Linked DNA regions of Rattus norvegicus: region 1 is linked to region 2. Evidence: chromatin contacts called from public Hi-C data. All regions are on one chromosome and are shown on one strand. The core of a region is the stretch at or near the end of the contact, and the rest is flanking DNA. Distances in the headings are between cores, read along the strand shown. Region 1 overlaps Gldc (glycine decarboxylase). Region 2 has its middle 16 kb from the start of Ranbp6.

Evidence for each region. Hi-C and Micro-C count contacts between places; a contact is called where the count stands out from the background.
Region 1: a contact with region 2 is called in a Hi-C map of the Rat2 cell line, with 9 times the contacts expected there. The contact joins two enhancer-like sites. A contact is called at or near these places in 5 of 12 Hi-C or Micro-C datasets (the Rat2 cell line, frontal cortex, hepatocytes and 2 more).

Annotation. Positions count from the first base shown.
Region 1 is chr1:237,308,692-237,311,870 of GRCr8, forward strand. It overlaps Gldc (glycine decarboxylase), which reads right to left. Exons shown (of 25, transcript NM_001415944.1): 19 at 3,047-3,159; 20 at 1,659-1,800. Among named protein-coding and RNA genes, the nearest start is that of Gldc, 65 kb to the right of the region's middle. Within about 2 kb of position 1,415, at least 8 of the 93 cell types and tissues checked have an H3K27ac peak or open chromatin away from gene starts, as enhancers often do.
Region 2 is chr1:237,004,986-237,008,145 of GRCr8, forward strand. No RefSeq gene overlaps it. Among named protein-coding and RNA genes, the nearest start is that of Ranbp6, 16 kb to the left of the region's middle. Within about 2 kb of position 1,591, at least 5 of the 93 cell types and tissues checked have an H3K27ac peak or open chromatin away from gene starts, as enhancers often do.

The DNA.
Region 1 (3,179 bases), core at 165-2,664, 300 kb after region 2:
AGTGAAGGTAGGAAGCAAGGAGGGTTCGGGGCATCAGGAAGAGATTATCCTTCGTGAGTCTCCACAGTGCAGTACAGAGGGTAAGGAGAAGTAATAACCTGAAATAAGATAAGGCTCAAATAAACACTACTTATTTAGCTTGAAAACTCATACTCTGTTTGGTGTTCTGGGCATATGGCCAAAACAGCCTTAGGGGCTTTACTTTCTATATGTAAGAAGCCATCTCCAGCCCAAATATGTTTATACAAATAGTCCAATTTAATAGGATCCATGGATCAAAGGGACCGGGGGATTTGGTTGTTTGCAAAGAAGACAATTTTCATTCTCATTGGGTTTGTTTCTCTAATTTGCAAACGACTTGCACAACACTTCAAAGACGGCATCAAGGCTCCGGGGTACAGAACTGTTGCCTTTGCTTCCAATAAACTTTTCATTAAAAATCATAAATGAAGCATGCTTTGAGATGCATGCTGGGAAAGCCAAGACTTGGGAGACAGAAGGAGCTGGATTCGGAGCTCAAAGACTCCTGTCTTAAAAACAAAAACAAACTAAAAAGGGAAAACAACAAAAATAAAACAAAGAATTATAGGGACTGGAGAAATGGCTTAGTGGTTAAGAACACTGGCTGCTCTTCCAAAAGACCCATTCCAGGACCTGTACAGTGACGAATTGGAATCTGTATAATTCCAATCCCAGGCAATCTGATACCTCCAACAGGCACCGTATAGACACAGTACACAGACCCACACGAAGACGAAACACCCATATACATACAATAAACAAAGTCTCAGAATATTATGTAAAAAGGAATCACAAATACCAAGCAGTCACATGACCACCTATGCCTCTAGTCCCACACTTGGGAGGCTAATCCGAGAGAACCACAAGCTTGTACCAGACTGGATAAAGACACTGTGTCTCAGAAATAAGCTTTAAAAAAGAATCATAAATGTCATCGCACTCAGACAGCGCCAGCCCCACAGTTACCCAGCACGACTTGTATAGCTGAGTCCGGGTTTTTGTCTCACCCGAGGCCACCCTCCCTTTACCAAGGGCCATTGGTTTTGAAAACACTGTTCTAATTAGCAACCTAGCAAGAGTGCCTGTTCACAGATTTGACATTCTAGAAGGTGGGCAGGTCAGTCTGAACAAGAGCTGCATAAAATCGATTCTGGTTTGAATGTTTCTGTGGAGAAGGACAAAGGGGGATAAGCCTGTTCTCTGACAAAGTTCCGTTACCCCTAAAATCACAGTCCCCCGAGTCTGAAACCACCCCAATTCCCAATCCATCCTACTCATCCTCCATGCCTCCTAGAAATGCACCCCATCCTGTCCCCCCAAGATCTCAGCAGAGTGTCCCAATGGCCATGTGCAGCGCTCCTCGCTTGCTCGGAGCTGACTGTACTCAACAGGAAACCAGATGACGCAGCCAGAACACTCGCATGACTCACGGAGCTTAACGGTGTCTGGAAAAATGCAAAGCCATCATGAGAATCTAAAGGAACAGATGAAACAGTTCTGGGTGGCCTTCTAGGTTTCCTCCACCCAGCACTGGACATGACCCCAGCCATCAGCACCTCAAGTCACAGAGTTCATTTTTAGCCCCTCTAAGAAAGTGAGTCCCACCCCTCCACAGTAACACACGTTCTTAAACTCACCTTAATATAAGCCCATGAGATGGGCAAGATGGAGCTGGAGCCCCATGGGGCCGCACTGACAGTCCCCACAGGCCAGGTGTCCTCATTTGGTTTTAGGCAAACAATGGGATGGCTGGGCAGAAAAGGCACAAGATGCTTCTTCCTGTATTGGTTTTAAGGCGCACATTGAAATGATGTGGAAGGGACACAATTAAACCAAGTGGCTACCTTCTCTAGGAGCTCTGTTCTTCATGGGGGAACACTGATGGGGGTAGGGACCTGACACGGGTAGGGGGCAAATAACAAGAAAGCAACTCAGGTGGGATCTCTCCATTCCTTCCCTCCCTCCCTCCCTCCCTCCCTCCCTCCCTCCCTCCCTCCCTCCCTTCCTTCCTTCCTCCCTCCCTTCCTCCCTCCTTCTTTCCTTCTACCTAATATCTTCCAAGAACTTTCATAGAAAACTTGGCAGAGGCAGCCCCATACAGATCCCTCATAGCAACCCACACCCTTTCAAGCTGTCTGCTGACTACGGAAGGCTGCTGATGACATGGTGCCCCTGCCCTCCACTTGGGGGCTAACACACGAACACTGCCCCACTACACACCCTCTGAACCACCTGGGACGCTCACTAGCTATGCATAATGTGTATCAAAAGGAAAAGACAACCAGACTCCCAGCAAGCCTAAACACTGCCCTTCCCAGACCACCACCACACATTTTGAGAAGTCCAGAAGCTCTAGATAAGTCCGTTACTATAGTGACAAAACTGTCAACAACTAAAAGATATCCCACCGGGACACAGTGATGTCATGCACTTATCTCTAGTATAAAGTGTTTCCTCCTCATTCGTCATGGAGCTAATGAAGAAGATTAAAGCCTTCATCCAATTCACTCTCAATAGTTTCAATAGTTTCTTTGGTTTTGGTTTTGTTGTTTTAACAGGGTTTCTCTGTGTAACAGCCCTGGCTGTTCTGGACTCAGATTTCTAGACTAGGCTGGCCTTGAAATCACAAAGATCTGCCTCCCCAGTGTTGTGATTTAAGGCAAGTGTGGCCACGCTCAGCAAGTATAAGCTTTTTTTTTTTTTAAAGGAAAAGAGAACAAGTAAATTAAATAAATAAATAACTCTCAGAAACATGAGGTCAAATCCATGATACTGACAGGGACTAACATTCTAGTTCTGTTAACAAGCAGGCTCTGGAGCCCAGAGCGGCTGAGTAGACACCATGGTTACTAAGTTAATGACGTTTTCCTTTGGACCCGCTCTAAAACACTCCAGTTGTGCATCTAGCTGCTGGAAGTGCACTAGATGTGAAGGTATTCGTGATCCTTGAAGACTCTGGTGGGAGGAACAAGTTTTGGGTCATCCTGCTTCCTAAACAATCCCGAAGCCAGCACCCACAACTCACACTCCGATGGGCCCCATGCCAGGACCACCTCCTCCATGGGGAATGCAGAAGGTCTTGTGAAGATTTAGGTGAGAGACATCAGACCCAAAGTCTCCAGGACGGCAGATCCCCACCTACTCAAAGGGAGAGAGCG
Region 2 (3,160 bases), core at 341-2,840:
GATTGAATCATGAATCTGCTCCAGCAGCAATGCCTGCAAGAGATCAAGCATTAGTACTGTGGATGCCAGAGATACTGCCGAGTGAGGGGCTGGAAGCCCCTTAAAGTTTTCGTACAGTTCTTTGATTCAGAGGGATATCAGATTCATAGCAGCATCAAGTCCTCAAGACATGTGTCCTCAGGGCCGTGCCACACTGAGGCTCACCCATGTGCCTGTGGTAACTCGTGAGCCGAATCCCATGAGTTCTAAAGCCATTTGTTGTTTCTCCCGCATGGCCCCCAGAGAGAGACTCACAGCTAAGGAAGTGCTTCTGTTGGGTTGGCCCGTGGGCATGTCTGTGGGACTTTTTCTGAAGTGTTAATTGATGGAAGGGTTTCATCCCACACCGAGTGTACTATCCCGGGCAGGTAAGTCAGAGGAAGCAAGCTTGTAAACAGTGTTTCTTTGTGGTCCCCCCCCCCCCCGTTTCTTCTCTGAGTTCCGGCCACCGCATCCTTGGATAAAACACGAGCCACGCCCTTTCTCCTAAGTTGCTCTGCGTCAAGATGTTTATCACAATAACGGAAAGCAAACTGGGACAGTATGGTTAAGAATTTTAAGTTCTATCAAATGTCTTTGTGAGCTTCGATTGCTGTGACAAAACACCATGGGCAGGGCAACTTATAGACAAAAGGGTTTCTTAGTAGTTTCCGGTTTCACAGGATGATTCCACAGCCATCATAGAAGGGAGCATGGCAGCAGGCAGGCAAGGGCACTGAGCTATTGCTAAGACTTTGCTCTTTGATCCACAAGCAGGAGGCAGATTGAGGTAAACTGGAGTGGTTTGGCCTTTTGAAACCTCAAAGCTCACCACACACCTGAACCAACAAACACACACCTCCCGAATGGTTTCACTAACTGGGAACCAGGTACTCAAACATCTGTATCTATGGGGGTCATTTGCTATTGAAAGCATTTTACATCTTACCAGTGGGTGGCGCCCCTGCTTTAGGACTGAAGTAAGCTGCTTGACCACCACAAGGGACCTTCCTAGAGGTTTGAGGAACAATGGGAATGAATGAGGCCCAGAAAGTTACAATACTGTAAGTGAAAGTTACAGATTTCTAGCAGAGGTAAAGCCAGTCCACTAATTAAGGTGTTATAGTCTGGTATAGAGGGACCGGAAAACACAGAGATGGTTATATTGACAAAAATCAACGCCTAATTGCAAATAACAATTTGGGAGCGGGTGAGTGGGTGGGGGAATCCCCTCATAGAGAGGCCAACGGGAGCGGGCAGAGGGAGGCATGAGATGGGGGTTTTATGGAGAGGTAACTGGGAAGGGGGATATAATTTGAAATGTAAATGAATAAAATGACTAATAAAAAATAGTTGGAAGAGAAGGTGGTGGTAGTGAAATGGGCAGAGTTACAGATGAAATAAGAATTGCTTGTGACTCTTGCCAAAGTAAGGTGAGGGATAAATAGAGGGTTCTTATGTAATCCATGGTTTTGTATATATTTGAAAATTTTTCATTAAGAATGAAACCAACCTACGAATAAGATAGCAATGCTGAGAATACACACCAAACCACAGAGTTAATAGGAAGGAAAGGCTAAATATTGACCCAGAGGAGGCTGTAGCTCACAGGAAATGAAGAAACCCAATGAATGTGTAGTACTGAGTCATATTGTTTAAACTTCAATTTGATTGCCGGGGGGGGGGGGGGGGAGAGGAATCGCATTGTATTAGCTTGAAAAGTCAGTTTTTAAACAAAGTATAAATTGTCTTGTCCTTTTGTTTGGGGTGAATCTGGGATAAGCAGATGGGTGATACTGTCGACAGAAAGTCCAGAGTTAGGGAAGACAAAAAACTCTAGCCTTCAGACACAAAGGAGTGAGAGAAAATGTCCTCCTTACAATTGTAAATTCTTCATGGCTCAAATTCAGAGAGGACTGAGCTGGCTCATTCTGATTAATGATGGTTCATTTAAGGATACTTCTTTTAAGGGATATGTTTTATGTCCTCTGAAGAGTTTTCCCAGGTTGTTGTAGATAGATAGATATCCATGGAATTTAATATTTCTGAAGCATTAATAAAAATAGTTTAAAAAAACCTATGAAATTTTCTATCCATACAAAGGGGTAAAATCCCTTTCAAGTGATCTTTCTTAGTATTCAGAAAAGTCTTGCTTTAATTGTAAAAGGATATATATAAATAAATAACATATATATATATATAAATTTATGTGTGTAGTTGTTTTGCTTAAATGTATGTTTGTGCATTATTTGCTTGAAGAGCCCACAGAGACATTAGATCCCCAAGAACCAGAGTTATAGATGGTTGTAAGCTGCCATGTGGATTCAGGCCATCAAATCTGGGTCCTCAGAGATAGGAGCCAGTGCTCTTAAACTGAGCCATTTCAGCAGCTCCAGGAAAGCTCCCAGTTTTAAAGATTTTGCACAGTAAGATAAAGAAGGTATTTCTATTTTCAAGTTACACAAGGCCAAGTTACAACAATCACAACTTATTCTGTTATACATGCATGGTACTCTCTTCTCTTAAATAAAAGAAATGATTTATTAATGGTAAAGCGATGCATTTCCTTTAAACCAAAATTTACTTATAACCCTACTAATGATTCAGTCAGTTATCTCATTGGAAAACTGAATGTTTTCCCTTCCACATTCTAGCTATCCTTGAGGCTCTGCCAAGAGATGGAATTTGGAATAAGGACGATATGACTTACAGGCAGCCAGAGGCCTGAGTGTCACACTTCTGGCCACCAAGGACTGTGGTGAAGAAGAGAGAGGGCCTTGCTGCACATCACACTTGGGCTGTAGAAGGAGCTGTCACATCAACCATGGGCAGCCTCTGCATAGTGTGGGACACTGCTTACACCTCCTTTGATGCTTTGGCTGTTAGGTGCTGAGGATGGAAACCTGTGCTAGATTCCTCAAAGGCTGTGAGGAGTTTAAATGCAAGCCGTGAAGCTGGGACTGGGAGAATGTGTGGATACCCAGGGATGCTGTGGTCCTAAGCAAGAGAAGGTCGGGAGAGAACCAGATATCACTAGACTATCATGGGGCCAAATGCCTCAAACCATTTCAGACTCAGTAAATGCTTGAAGTTATACCAGGAAGCTGAGATTTTATCTGTGGGCTCCCTTGTCTTCTGGGAC